Regions from separate parts of the Sus scrofa genome. Here regions 2, 3, 4 and 5 are each linked to region 1. The links are chromatin contacts, called in public Hi-C and HiChIP or PLAC-seq maps. All regions are on one chromosome and are shown on one strand. Each heading gives the region's core, a stretch centred on a gene start, on an enhancer-like site or on the middle of the called end of the contact. The rest is flanking DNA. Distances are from core to core; before and after follow the strand shown. Region 1 overlaps TCF4 (transcription factor 4). Region 2 has its middle 430 kb from the start of TCF4. Region 3 has its middle 140 kb from the start of CCDC68. Region 4 has its middle 250 kb from the start of TCF4. Region 5 overlaps TCF4 (transcription factor 4).

What was found. A called contact is a pair of places that touch in the nucleus more often than the background predicts. HiChIP or PLAC-seq counts read pairs in DNA pulled down with a chosen protein or histone mark.
Region 2: a contact with region 1 is called in a Hi-C map of skeletal muscle, with 5 times the contacts expected there. The contact joins two enhancer-like sites. A contact is called at or near these places in 2 of 47 Hi-C or Micro-C datasets (heart right ventricle and skeletal muscle) and 1 of 2 datasets of contacts at active chromatin or transcription factors (skeletal muscle).
Region 3: a Hi-C map of skeletal muscle shows a contact between it and region 1, with 4 times the contacts expected there. The contact joins two enhancer-like sites. A contact is called at or near these places in 3 of 47 Hi-C or Micro-C datasets (heart right ventricle, retroperitoneal adipose tissue and skeletal muscle) and 1 of 2 datasets of contacts at active chromatin or transcription factors (skeletal muscle).
Region 4: an H3K27ac HiChIP or PLAC-seq map of skeletal muscle shows a contact between it and region 1, with 4 times the contacts expected there. The contact joins two enhancer-like sites. A contact is called at or near these places in 1 of 47 Hi-C or Micro-C datasets (liver) and 1 of 2 datasets of contacts at active chromatin or transcription factors (skeletal muscle).
Region 5: a Hi-C map of skeletal muscle shows a contact between it and region 1, with 2.6 times the contacts expected there. The contact joins two enhancer-like sites. A contact is called at or near these places in 7 of 47 Hi-C or Micro-C datasets (embryonic fibroblasts, heart right ventricle, liver and 4 more) and 1 of 2 datasets of contacts at active chromatin or transcription factors (skeletal muscle).

What each region holds. Positions count from the first base shown.
Region 1 is chr1:105,004,093-105,006,889 of Sscrofa11.1, reverse strand. All of the region lies in intron 3 of TCF4 (transcription factor 4), which reads left to right. Among named protein-coding and RNA genes, the nearest start is that of TCF4, 74 kb to the left of the region's middle. Within about 2 kb of position 1,464, at least 28 of the 83 cell types and tissues checked have an H3K27ac peak or open chromatin away from gene starts, as enhancers often do. A contact at or near this core is called in skeletal muscle and subcutaneous adipose tissue, where this site is marked.
Region 2 is chr1:105,507,374-105,510,170 of Sscrofa11.1, reverse strand. No RefSeq gene overlaps it. Among named protein-coding and RNA genes, the nearest start is that of TCF4, 430 kb to the right of the region's middle. Within about 2 kb of position 1,365, at least 8 of the 83 cell types and tissues checked have an H3K27ac peak or open chromatin away from gene starts, as enhancers often do. A contact at or near this core is called in skeletal muscle, where this site is marked.
Region 3 is chr1:104,611,887-104,614,683 of Sscrofa11.1, reverse strand. No RefSeq gene overlaps it. Among named protein-coding and RNA genes, the nearest start is that of CCDC68, 140 kb to the right of the region's middle. Within about 2 kb of position 1,338, at least 3 of the 83 cell types and tissues checked have an H3K27ac peak or open chromatin away from gene starts, as enhancers often do. A contact at or near this core is called in skeletal muscle, where this site is marked.
Region 4 is chr1:105,326,496-105,329,292 of Sscrofa11.1, reverse strand. No RefSeq gene overlaps it. Among named protein-coding and RNA genes, the nearest start is that of TCF4, 250 kb to the right of the region's middle. Within about 2 kb of position 1,417, at least 9 of the 83 cell types and tissues checked have an H3K27ac peak or open chromatin away from gene starts, as enhancers often do. A contact at or near this core is called in skeletal muscle, where this site is marked.
Region 5 is chr1:104,725,028-104,727,824 of Sscrofa11.1, reverse strand. TCF4 (transcription factor 4) reads left to right here. Exons shown (of 20, transcript XM_021093491.1): 16 at 1,253-1,388. Among named protein-coding and RNA genes, the nearest start is that of CCDC68, 250 kb to the right of the region's middle. Within about 2 kb of position 1,379, at least 20 of the 83 cell types and tissues checked have an H3K27ac peak or open chromatin away from gene starts, as enhancers often do. A contact at or near this core is called in skeletal muscle and subcutaneous adipose tissue, where this site is marked.

The DNA of each region.
Region 1 (2,797 bases), core at 215-2,714:
TCAGTTTTTTCTGACTAAATATAATATATCTTCTTTGTGGAGATATCCAATATTAATATTTTGAAGACTGAAGATTCTAATTTTTGTTTTTAAAAACTTAATATGAAATGTGTATATTACTTTTTAACATTTTATCATGAGCATTTTTCCAATGTTCTTAGACATTTTCAAAAACATGATCTTTTAAAGGCAGCATCATATCCCATCATAGGTTCTTCCAAAATTTATTTAAACAGTTTCCTGTTGACCACTGTTTGGAACAGCCTTGTCTTTAAATACTTGTCTTCATTTACAAAGATATTAGGATAGTTTCCTAGGGAATTATTAGGTGAAAGGCTCTTTACATATCTTGTCAAATTGCTGTCTAGGAAGGCTGTGCCACTTTGCATTATTTTTATCTTATTAAGTTGGTATTGAAAAATCTGGTATCTGATTGTTTTTGTTTTAAAGTAGGTATTTTCTGGATTATTAATGACATTGGACATTTTTCAGGATCATGATTCTTATTATTTCATGTGTTAAATAAGGTGTTATCTGGAATTGCAGTGAATGCTACATGTCAATTAATTTAGCTCCAAATCTAATGCTTTGTAGTGATAATCAATTATTTTTAGTTTTTCACAAATCAGCTTTTGCTGTCTTTGTAACCAAAATGTCTGCCTAAGTGCAAATTACATTAGTTGAGAGTTAGTCTTATTTTACTTTTTGAGTATTATTTTTCAAAGCTGTCATTCTGTATAATTTTCTCCCTTTATATCATATAACTTTATTGAGAAGTGTAATTCTGCCTGGAATTATTTAGCTTTAGGTAAAACTTCTTTGTCTAAGAAATAGACTCTCAGGTATAAATACATTTTTGTTTTAAAAAATATTTTATTTAGGCCAAAGTTTTAAATCACTCATTGTATTTGACTGAATTTATAGTGTATTTAACCTTCATTCTGGAATACATTTTAAAACTCTCTTTTTAAAGTGCTTAGTGCAATTTTTATATGAAGTAAAATAAAAGTTGCCATTTTCACAAGTGAGTGTTTTAGTGGTAAGGCTGCTCTTTTGCTGTGTGAAATTTCCAAACTCCAGCATAGGGATTGAATGAAAATATTTATATTAATAAAGCAGCATAGGTAAATATTTTCAATTTCAGAAAAAAAGCAGAAAATGCCTCTTTCTTTCCTGTTGGAGTTACTTTATTATCTAAATCTAGGTTGTAAATCCACAAGTAAAACCAGCATTTTATTAGAATCTCATGCCATTCGTTCCATCTAATCAAATCATACCTCGCTGAACTATGTTCAAATACGTTGAAAAATAATTTACTGGCGTTGTGTTGAAAAAGAATATTAAAAGTATATGTGCGGTGTAGAGGAAACACTCAAAACAGATCTACCCAGACATCAACAGGATATTATTACCCCAAAGAAATGACGACAGTTTGCCAGCTAGATGCGTAGAGGAAGGAAATTTACAAACATCTCCAAGAGAGGCATGTTGAGGGGTTGAAGGAAATGAGGCACGTCCTGCTTTTATTGTGCTTATTGGAGTGGGATTCCCAGAAGACTGAACAAGGCTGTCCTGAGACCTCTGTTTGGCAAGGATCTTGTTGACTCATATTTTATTTTTGTTTCAGTAAAGGTCTGCTATTGTTCAATTTTCTACTGTGGCTTATAAACACAGAGCCAATATCATTTCCCCATCTATTGACTGATGTTTACAAATAAATGAAAATCTGCCGTCATCATTAACTCATGTTCTGTTTCCACTAAGCAAAGAAGAGGAACAGAGACGTCTCCTTAAAAGATGGACCTTTTACGTGGAGATCTCAGTTCACGTTGTATTTCAGAGTTTGCACGTTGTGTTTCAGAGTCTTAATCACCTGATATATTGGGGGAATTTATTACTTCCTTTTCCTATGGAAGAGGAAAAAGGAGATAAATATTTACAGAACCTGGGTTTCAAAAGCCTGCTTTTCGATTAAAATGTTTGATCTCTCAATGTCTGAGTCCTCTGCTTATAAGTTGAATCACTGGACCTTTATGTCTGAGATCATAAGACTTTCAGTTGGAAATGCCTGGTTTAGAGTAATGAATTCTTATGATGCTTTGAAATATTTAAAAAATTTCTGTCAAGTTGTACACTGAAATGGGAAATATTATAAACATTTCTGCTTGTTTTCGCTCTTTTTCTTGTATTTATCAAAATGCTGAGTGTCATAAATCTCTCTAGACAGAGAAGTACGGGAATGGAAATCTTTGGTTTTCTGCTGTGACTCAGTCTGAGGGGCAAGCGGAAGGCTATCTCTGGAGTTTTAGGTTATGAATTTGTCCCCTTAATTCTGAGTCAGAAGATGTGGTAACTGTCACTCTTATTCACTGAGTGACACCACACTTGGCTTTTTGTTTAGAAGACATTTAAAGGAGACACACATGAAAGGGAAAAATGGTGTGAGAAAGTGGAAGGCTAATGTTGGTTAAAATCTGGTTTTGCTTTCATTTCTTTTATTTATTCCTTAGGATGATTGCTTTCGATAATTTTTTTTTCCCCAGTCATTTTAATGTCTGAAAAATTCCAAAGAGAACTGTTATTTCAGCCCTTCAAAGGTATGTTTCAGGGTGAAGATAGGGACTGATCACCAAAGGAATTTCCCTGGCGGGAGTCCTAACATTTTAACTTCCCATGATTTTTTTTTCACCCTCTTTTCCTTTTATTTTTGGCTCTGACTCCCAGGAATGTCTGGTTTAAAGGAATTCCCATGGGAGGCAGGTTTGGATGATGTTGAAGGTTCTCCAGGTGCTTCTGA
Region 2 (2,797 bases), core at 116-2,615, 500 kb before region 1:
AAGGATGCAGAATAGGATTTTGTGTGTAGCTCATACTAGGAGAATAACAAATGTTTCCCTCCTAAAGCTATTGAGTTTCCTCAACCTGCATTAAATTTTACCATTAGATAGTCATTCCTTTTGCTTTGAAGCACTGTATCTACAGAAATTCCTGATTAAAAATGAAATATTTCTGTGGCTCACATACAAAGTAATTAATAGCCTAAGTCACAATTGGGTCACCCTATAATCTAACAACATTCCAATGTACACAAACATTAAGTTCCACTGAGGGGGTCAAGGGAAAGCTTGATAGTGTAGGGCATAATCTGGAGAGGTAGGCAGCTTAGGTAGGGATCTAAGTGCAGTGTAAAACTCAAGAGTGCAGAAGGTCACAGAAAAGCACTGAAGACACTCTTACCACTTTTAGCTTTGGGAGAAGTTGCAATACTCCAGGATAACCACAATCTTTTCATTGGGTGCTTAGAATTCTAATTTTCAAGGTGTTTCACCTATATTAGCACATTTAACACTCACAACATCCCTTCAAGGACGGTATTTCCTGAGAAGGAAACTAAGAGTGAGAGAAGGGAAGTGACTTGCCTAAAGTCACCAGGCTGTGAAATGGCAGGTCTCACAGCTCCTGAGCCCTTTGAACTCACCACAACTCTCCCTCCAGGTGCCAGGATTCACTCCCTGTGCCCACATCAATGCTCAGCAATCTCCCTCTGGGTAAAGGTGTCTCACACCTCATTTGATTTGAGTCAGGAAACATGGAGATGGACCAAAGAAAATAGGATTCTGGCTTTGATTCCCTATCAGTGAAATAAAGGACCAGGGATGTATAAGTGTGTGACACAGACACTGACACACACACACAGACATACACTCCCCCATGCACAGGATCACCAAGAAGAATATCTGTTCTAGGCTCATAATTCAACAAAAAGTCATCAGTGATTAAAGCATTTGAGCTTTGCTCCGATCTCTGGTTTCGCCTTGACTTTCAGCTCTCTGCTTCTTTCTCCTTTTCTCCCCGCCCACTTTTTAGTGGCCTTTGTTCTTCATTCCTGAGCCATCTGGTTGCAAAGTATGGTAGGAGCACAGTGCAGCAGGCACATGAAAAAGCAGTACAAAAAAAAATAGTAGGAGTGAAAACAAAAGACATGAAGATCCTGAATTTTTTATTTCTCTTTTCAGATGGAAATATCACGGCTCCCAGTTCAGAGGCAAAATGGGTGAGCAGGCATGGGGTCTTCAGATAGGAGATTGACAGATGTAGAAAGAGGGGAGGACAGAGGCCCTGGGCCACCCTGTGTATTGAGGCTAGGCTGGGGTATGGCCAGGCAAGCCACATGAGTGGTCTCTGGACCTGAGACGCATATCAGAGGAGGTATTAGAGGAACCACATAGCACACCTGCTTCCAATAGCCCCCATGCTGCCATGCTCAGCCTCCTGTACTGTGGAATTTATTTTTTCTGGAAGCCAAGCCTTCGAGTCTCTCCTTCCCTATAGAAAGCTTCTGTGTTTATGTCCATGGTCTCTACTATGAGAATGCATACAGCCACTACCTCAAATACCATAAATCCTCTCTCTCTCCCCCTTTCTGTCTGCCTGTTTATCTACAATCTGTCTATTTAAATTCTTTTTAAACAAGAAGGGAATATCTTTATGCCTGTTTGTAGGAATATTCTACATCCATCTGTTATTTACATCATTCGTTTTCCTGAGGTGTCTCCAACAAATCCTGGCTGGATGCACTGTATGTGTTATTAATAAAACAGCTGTAAAAATATTAACTGTACGGCCTAATTGTCAGCCCTGATTAGGAGCCAAGTTTATCCCCGGACGGATGCGGAGACTCAGAATTTGGGCTTCAATCCAGATCTGACCCTTGCAGCTCACTTTACATTTAATTCTTTGACCATTTAAGCTGCTCTGGCTTCTCCCACCCCCACCCCCCCAGGGATCCGTGCACATCCGGCCACTGGCCTCCTGACTCCTTCAGGTGGCGCTGCTCCAGCTTCCTGAATGCTCATGGCCAAGGCCTCTACCCCACTGGATTCCCCATCCCTTTGGTTAAACTTAGTCATGTGCTACATAATCACCTTTCCGTAAAGTAAAAGATGAGTAGAAATACTGTCAGCATTGTTTCTCTGCGCACACTGATAGGAAATTGCATTTGGAAAGTCTGTATTGGAAAATGTACCTCTAGTTAAAACCACAGGGTTAGGACATCAGAAAGACCCTCTGGATCGGCCAACAAAGTGATATTCCCTTAGTGTCCGGAATTAGATCAATCTTTCAGACAAACCTTCTGGATATGGAAGATAAATGAAGAGGTGATAATACATTTTATTTTTAATAAAGTATTCAAAATGAACCAAATGAGGGCAGAAGTTAGCAAATGAGATACTTCTGTTATTGTTCCCTTCTTAGTATAGTTAGATTAGCCCTGATGGGTTAAACCTAAGTGAGGTGTTTTCTGGGAGGAAAAACTATGTAGAAAAAAACTTGATTCTGTTGTTGTCCAGAAAACCCTGGCAATGTCTGTGTCATCTAGATTTTAGCTGATGGGAAGACAACAGGAAAAGACTCTTAGAAAGACTGGTATGGGAGTTCCTGTTGTGGCTCAGCAGGTTAAGAACCTGACTAGTATCCATAAGGATGCAGGTTCAATCCCTGGCCTCGCTCATTGGGTTAAGGATCTGGCATTGCCACAAGCTGCGTAGATCGCAGATGCGGCTCTGATCTGGCGTGGCTGTGGCTTGGGCTGCAGCTCTGATTCGACCTCTAGCCTGGAAACTTCCATATACC
Region 3 (2,797 bases), core at 89-2,588, 390 kb after region 1:
CCAGGGACTTGGATAACCATTTCTATCATTTCTAGGCTCTAAACAGACTCAAACAAGACCAGTTAGTTAGTTCCTGGTTTCTGAGGAGTCAAGGATCCTGTTTAGATGTGAGTTCACGGAAACGGAGTTAATAGGGTTTCTCAGTCGCTGGGAAAAAAAAAATGCCTTCACTTTAAGAAAGAAGACAAAAAAGTATGTGACCAGTCTGGTAGTCAATTCCAGTGTGTGTTTGGAGCAGGAGGGGGACCGCTCTGAATGTCCAAGGGCAGCGGGCACACAGTCAGGCAGCACAGAGCTGGGACCAAGGCCTCCTGACCAGGGAGAGGTGCAGACAGCAGGCAGCACTTCCATGCGCAGCCCGAGACTCATTTCTGTACCTGGCCCAGCCTCCCAACCCCATCAGCTGTCAAGTTGCTGGGAGAAAAGTGCTATGAAGGCAATGGGACTCATCTCCTTCTAGCTGTTATTCTATGCTACTATGGTCATGACTTCTGTTTAATATATTCTGACCGGCAACAGCATCTCAGTGCTCGGCAGACCACAGAACTGAGCATGGCTGTTGCTGTTATACAATAGTCTGAAATTTTAAATCTACAGACCCAGGATCCTCAGAGAAGGAAGGGAAGGCTCTGAAGAGTAAACAGCAGGGGGTACGTCCTCAGTCCACGATTTGGTAACCTTGATCTCAGGCCTCGTCCAGAGGACTCTCTGCCCAAATTGCCCCAGAGGACATCGATTTCTTTTCTTCCTCCCTTCTTCCCTCCCTTTCCTTCCCTTTCCTTCCCTTCCCTTCCCCTTCTCCTTCCTTCTTTCCTTCCTTCCTTCCTTCCTTCCTTCCTTCCTTCCTTCCTCTTTCTTTCTTTCTCTCTCTCTTTTTTCTTTCTTTCTCTCTTTCTGCCACTACCAAGGCATGTGGAAATGCCTGAGCCAGGGATTGAACCAGCACCACAGTAATGACCTGGGCTGCTGCAGTGATAATGCCGCTGCGCCACAATGGACCTCCTAGGACACTGATTTTGGACACCTTAAGAAAGTCTTTTCAAAACCAGCGAGAATTCAGAAATGACTTGATGGGCTTAAGAATTTAGTTTGTTTTGGCTATTGGCAGATTGCAGAGAGAAGGGACCCCATGACAAATTAGGATCAATAATCACTGGAAATATCACATTTCCCATTTTGCTAATAAGCAAGTCACTGGGAGACTAACAGCCGACAAGAGCTCAGTCCAGACTTTGCCTGGCATTTCTAGCATCCCAAATTAGCAGCAAGTGTCATCAAGCATACAGGAGGAATTCCAGAGGAACCAAATCATTGCTCTCCAAATAGATGGAGAGAGGATGTAGTGAGGGGTCAGAAGTGGAGAGGACAGGCACAGGAAACCTTTGTGGTGTCATTTCTGTCCCAGAACAGGATGCCGGAAGGTGAGGGGTCAAAGCAAAGGGAAGTCTAACATCATAGTACAAAACGTAATCAGGAATGATTGGATTTTAATTGTTTCATTCTTCAGGGCAAGTGCTGCATGATCACTTAGCCATTGAATCTCTATTGTTTTACATTTCTTAAAGTTTATTTTTAATTTAAAGTCAGTAAATGAAAGGTTCAACAAACAAAAGTAGAGGTGGGGGAGAAGTCAAGGAGGAGCTTGTTAAAAAATGCAAACACTGAGGGACTTTTCTTTCTTTTCTCTCCTTTTTTTAAAATTTTCCCACTGTACAGCAAGGGGATCAAGTTATCCTTACATGTATACATTACAATTACATTTTTTTTTCCCCAAGAGGGACTTTTCTGTTGGACTCTCTCAAGCTGCTTCTTCCACTGGATATCTGGGTTGTAATTTGGAGCTTCAGCTCTGGCTTTGGCCCTATGCAGCTTCCTTGGATGTCCAGTCTTACCAAGTTATCTTTCTATAAACTCTCTTCACCTTCTGGTGGTACATAAAGAAGGACTCTTCAGCTGGCCAAAGAGGGAGTAGAAACTTTCAGCATCCCTTGGATTACCTGAGGTTCCCCTCACCCCAACAATTCCAGATGCTTAGAACTAACAAGCAGTTCATTGATAGTGTCAATATCAATGGTAAAGAAACCACGAATGATATCTCTCTTTACAAGTGAATTTCCCATGGACGATCCCAGTCTATATCCACCAGGGAGAAAGCGCACATGGCTCAGGTAACAACATGCAGAGTCACATGTCCCCAGTAGCTAGAGTGTTGGGGGTTGGAGAAAAGAGTTCACAAACCTGACCTCGGAATGTGGAAAGCTCTCAGTCTCTGAAAGTGTTCTCCCAGGTGGATGCAGCATCGTGTTCCAAGTTCTTCCAGGATCCTCCAAAATCAATGTGAAGTTCTTTGGAAAAACTTGCATGGTGTTCAGAGGGTGCCCATCTGCTATCGCCCTGACTGTCTGCATTTTAATTTTTGAACTCTAGTCCAGGAAACCTTCCTCAAACTCCACTCCATTCCCTGACAGAGTACGGGAAACTCCACCTTGGGACTTTTTTGTACTCGTGTTCTCCCATATCCTCAGGATGGCACTAAAACTGGGACTACAAGAGCTGCATGTAGGCATGACACATGATGGGAAATGATGGGCTCTGTCAGATGGATGGTACCCCCAGTACCTCCCATGGGCAGGTCTAGCCACTCAGCCCTAGCAGTAGAGCTGGGCTATTTTCTGAATATAAGAACCATAAGGATACCTAGACTGTCTTTAGAGAACTTAGCTATTATACCCTCACCTCTCAGGTCAACTTAATGGCAAAGATTTAAGAAGGGAAAACATGATTCATTTGTTTTCAT
Region 4 (2,797 bases), core at 168-2,667, 320 kb before region 1:
GCAACCTGACTCTATTACTGTGCGGCAAAGTCATGTTTGTAATTGATTTTGACTGTCCCTCCTTCAATGTGTGCTGAGTTTGGTGGCCCTGGACAGGATTTTTGTTTTCATTTTAAATCCTAATTTTAGTCTAATTAGATTAATCTGTAAATCAGTGTTCTCCACTTAAAATTTTTCCATACCCATCTTTTTCTTCTAAGAGTAGCTGAGTGTGTTCTTGGAGTATTTTAACAGAAGTAATGGATTTCAATAGTTGTTGCAACAGTTCTTGGAACTCTTACATCTTCCAGTTGTACACAGATGATGAAAGGTAAAAATGAAATCTCCAATTTTTTATTTATACAGAGCTGAACTACTGATTGATAGGGCACTGATGGACATTCTACAGTTGTTATGAAACCATGTGTTAACATTATTTATCAAAGTAATAATGGGATGGTAATTGTGGTCTTTCTTATGGTAGAGAAGTAAGCAACCCAAACAGATACACCTACTTAATGACTTTAGCATCCAGCATTCAAAATCCAGTTAATAATTTGTTGCTTAAGACATATATAGAAACAGAAGTGCAGCCTGTCGATAATACAATGATTACTGTATTTGGCAGAATGGATTCCAGGTTTAATTCCAAGCTTAAGAAATTAACTTACAAATGATTTCAGAGATTCTACCAGAATGAGAAAACAACAGAACTACGTTTAACCCTTAAGCTGGCAGTCTATGGTAGGAACACTGCCAGCTATAAAAAATAATAATCAGAGGCCCATGAACTGCTCTTTTAAAATGGTTACATTAAAACCCAGACACCTGTAGTTTTACTAGTTGCTAAAACGGCTTGTAATTGCACATGCATGAAGCAGATGTGTAACCAGAGCTGTAGTAACTGGTTTCTATTAGACAAACACAGGTGAATGGTGAGCAGAAGGAGGAATGGAAAACTGAGATTTGTAAAGTTAAAATCTAACATTTGAGATTGCATGTAAACTTTGAAAACACTTTTTATTAACTATATATTGGCCTGTCTCTTGACTGCTTTTAAATCATGAATATTGACATTTCCCCAAATGGTCTGCTTAAGTATGGACAAGATAATAATGATGAACATTTATCCCCTAAGACATGCTCTTCAAAATACTAGTCTTACTGAAATGACTGCCAATGCTATATAGGAAACTTTTCAACAGACTTGAATTTTTTAGGGTTTTTTTTTTTTTTTTCTTTCTTTCCAGGTGTTTCTTTAAACAACATTGCTTGAAGGTCTTATATATATATATAAAAAAAATCAACATTAAAGGATATTTCCAGAAATTCAGTCTCTCAAAAAACACGAACTAGGGCCTTGATTCTTGCCTCCTGGAGTTTGGTTGTTATGAAATTTACAGTACGGTGTGTCAGCTCATCTGGGACTGAGTCACGCAGCCAGGGACACAGAGCGCAGAGGAAGTCATGTGAACCATTGCACAAATACATTTTTGTCAGCGTTTGGTTGGAGAGCTGGGACTCAGCTGAACTTTAGGGGATTGAATTTTAGTCCAAATGTTCCAAAATTCTGGTTTACAACAACATCTGGGGTGGTGGAGAGTGGATCGCTCATTTTGGAATTCCTTAGAAAGGAAAAATGAAATGCAGACAATAATGACATTCAACAAGAGCTGTCCTTCCAGAAATCCTCATCACACCTGGGATGGAACCTTTGAGCCAATGTTTCCTTTCAGATGTCTTAGAAAAAGGCGTGCAAACAGAATGAATGAGTTGGAGCACACAGGCGTCTCTGTGAAAACCTCTCTGAATTGAGAAGGAAAACAGGATATGTGTTCATGCTCCCATAACTCATCAGGAAAACTCATTCCAAGTCATTCCCAGGGATGATCTCCTCCCCCAGAAGACCTTATCTTTCCACATTTTTTCCATTCTGAAAACATATTTTTAAAAAACTCAAAAGTCTTTCTTGGAATGGAAATTCAGCCTCTTGCAGAATGTGAATGAATGACATGTTGACCTGAAGGTGCACATGGTATTTTTAAAGGGCTACGTGGCTATTCATTTTGGAGCCCCATCGGTTCTCTGGACTCAAATCATTCCTCTGAGACTAAGTGCCGTTGATGACGATGATGTTGAGGTGCAGAAAGAACCTGCTAAGTCTTCAGACTGGAGCAGAAACAGCCAACAGATTCAACAGGGCAAAACTCTTTGGATAATACAAAGCCATTTTGGATATTTCCACTATATCTGTTAAATATTCATCTATACCCTGACAACTATACTCTTGTTCCAGGAACTTGAAATTACTGGGTCTTTAAATTATTCCCAAAGCATAAACTGAGCACTCCTAGAAGTGTAGGAATTCCTTCAGACTAATGGTATACCATTTACTACATGATTGTTCTATAGTCTATTGGTGAGTGACAGAACTAAAAAAAAATGTCACCTTCCCATGTTTTAAGGTTGTGTATGCATTCTATTTCATGAGACCATGTAGGGCAACAGTTCTCAAACTTGGTTGTACATTAGGATGACAATTAAACTTTATTAAAATGTTTCTGCATTTTAATGGAATGGGCCTCAACCCCAGATTTGCATTTAGCTGGTGAGAGGACTCAACATCTGAAACACTTCCCAAAAGGTATATCTACTGATAATTTGCAATATGTAACCAGAACCAAAAAATCCTGATGAGGAGCTAATATCAAAACTCTGCACATGCACACTTGCAAAATAAAATTTAAAGACCCATGAAAATGGAGGGTTATTGAGCTCATTGCTGCTATGTAGGTCCTTACTGGCTTGTATGTTTAAA
Region 5 (2,797 bases), core at 130-2,629, 280 kb after region 1:
CCTACTATTTAAAAGGAGATTCTTATCTCTTTAAAAATGTTGGGTAGCAAATGGGTGAAGATTCTGCTTTGTGGTTTTATGTTTTAGATTGGAAAAAATTATACTTTTTGATTCATAGCAGTATAAATTTATAGATAGATATTTCTAATGCTAGACCTCACTGTCCTGTGTAAATGTTCACTTAACAATAGGCCAAGAAAATAAATACCTACTTGGAAATGCCAGCAAAAACACTACTCATGTTCCTTCTGGTTTGCAAGTGCTTAATGGTCTTACTTGAAGGGGTACTCTGTAAAGTCAGCAATTGCTGTCTCAGTGCTACAAATTCAACATCTCTGGACCCCAGAGTGTAGGTGGTAGTAGTAGTTAATAAAAAGCTCAGCGGTAATTTTTGCAGACCAAGGCATCATGCTCTACTCTATAATTTTATTCTTGGAAGCCTGGAGAGTGTTCACAATATGGCGTCTTCCTAGGATCAGAATAGTGAAGGAAGAAAAAAATGGAAAAATGTCCAAACATCTTTGCATGGCAATGATGGCATTACTGGTGTGTTTAATAAAACCTTTATTGGTACATTTTCCGGTATGGTGGCATTGGCAGAAACGGTCCCCCTTTGGATTTGGAACTCAGCAGCTGATGAAATACAGTAAACATTAATTTGGAATGGGCTGCCAGTTTTGGAAAGCCAGGTGACATTTTATTATATTTGTACCGAGCAGGGGCTATGTCCCATACTGCTGTAGCTTCCGCTGTCAGAGGCTTAGCTGGCATTATGGAAAAAAAAAAATGGCAGGCCTGAGAATCTTATCCCCTGAAATGAAAGTCGAATGCCAAATTGAAATTCCTGTAGGATTTCCGATAGCAATGGGGGAATTGAGAAGCCCACAATTAAGCATATGGGCATTAAGATAATTGTCAGATCTGTTGGCGGACATGATAGAAGACAGATGGGTACGAATCAGTGCGCTCCACTGCAGCACCCTGGGAGACAATTTGACGTTTTACCTGCCTGAGCTACTCTGCCATATTTGTCACTGAATGTACAGCACGGCATCTTACGGAGCTCAAAGTGTTTTTTGCTGGGGACTCTAGGTGCATATGTGGTCCTTCAGCGCCCTCTAGTGAGATGCATTTGGGAGTATTGTTTTTCAAAGGCTAGCCTTCCTTAAGTGGGTCCTGGCTGCCCCCGGAAATAAATAGCTGGCACACCTCTGGTTCCCACTCATCTCTACAGTTCCTCTCCCCCTTGCAGGTTGGGGCCCATCGTGAAGACGGCGTGGCCCTGAGGGGCAGCCATTCTCTTGTCCCAAACCAGGTTCCAGTACCACAGCTTCCTGTCCAGTCTGCAACTTCCCCTGATTTGAACCCACCCCAGGACCCTTACAGAGGTAGGTCCGCCCCGGAGGGCCACTTCTGACCTCACTGAAACAATGGATCCAGTGTTAATCCCATGCTTACTTGGCATTCATCCCTCAGGAAGCACTGGCAGAAAACCAAGAATCCATTTTGATCCAAAAAATGGTAAGTAAATGGGCAAACGGAGCTGGCTAATTGTGTTTCTTCGGTCACTGTTTTCCTCCAGCATCCTCTGAAGTCCTACGACTATTTCAGCAGGGAATGAGACAACAGACTGATGAGAGGAAATTTTATTTTAGCTATTTCCACATTGTGCTCGTTCAGGACCTCTAATGTGGTTAGTTGCAGCCTGCACATGATATTTCCAAATGGATAGGAAGGAAGGAAATGGCTTTTGTTGTGTAAGATGGACGGAAATGCAGGTACATTTAAAACATGGAACTTGGTTGGATGATTTTTGCTCTTGAGTCATCAAGCCCCTAGGACTTGTGGCAGGACCACCTCCTACCACTGACTCCCGTCAACTTTCTGTGACCTCTGGAGGTGGTGCTGCCAGGGCAAGACCTGGGTCCCAGACTCCCCATTGACTGGCCGGCTAGGTGACTAGGGGACACTTACATAACCTCTCCTCCCCCTCCTGTTGAGAATAAAAATGATAACATTGCCGCAAGAATCAATACGGGTAAGCATTTTCCCACCTCTTAGACATTGTATGCATCTGAGTGGTAATTATGTATGTGGTATGCCTGCCCATTTTTATCTGACTAGCAATACTGTGATGGTCCTTTCTTTTAAAGAGCCTTTGGGTTTTCTTTCTCTGTCCTCGACCAGCAACCATATGAGCACAACCTGAGGATCTTGGTAAAATGCCAATTTTGATTCAGTTGGCCTGGGGTTCTGCATTTCTCTTAGGCTCCCAGGAGCATAAGGAACTCCCAGGAAATAAGAATGCTCCTGGCCCACTGACCAGATTTTGAGTGACAAGATCCTAGACTTCACAGATTACAAATAGAAGAAATAGCAAATAGACACATATCTGCCCCAGAAATGAATGATTACATTAGGGCCAGAGTAGAAAATACATTTTGCTCTTAGAAAGTTAACAGTGATAAAGCTAGTAAAGTCTTCAGTGAGCAAGTAACTGCTTTCCATATGTACCATTTTTAAATGCTGATTACTCCTGGAGGATAAGAGAAGCCTAATTTCGGAATTTCATTAGGGTATCTATTGAAGCCTTGACTGTACATATTTAGCGTACTCCCTGGGAATTATATTTTAAGGACATTTTTCTATTAAATCATTGCATATGGAAGAAACTCAATATAATAGCTGATATTTACTTGGGTTCTTAATCAGAACATTGAGGTGTGTGATTTTCATGATTATGATTTTCATTGCAATTAAGTTGATGTTTTGTAGACAGTGAAATTACCATCTACTC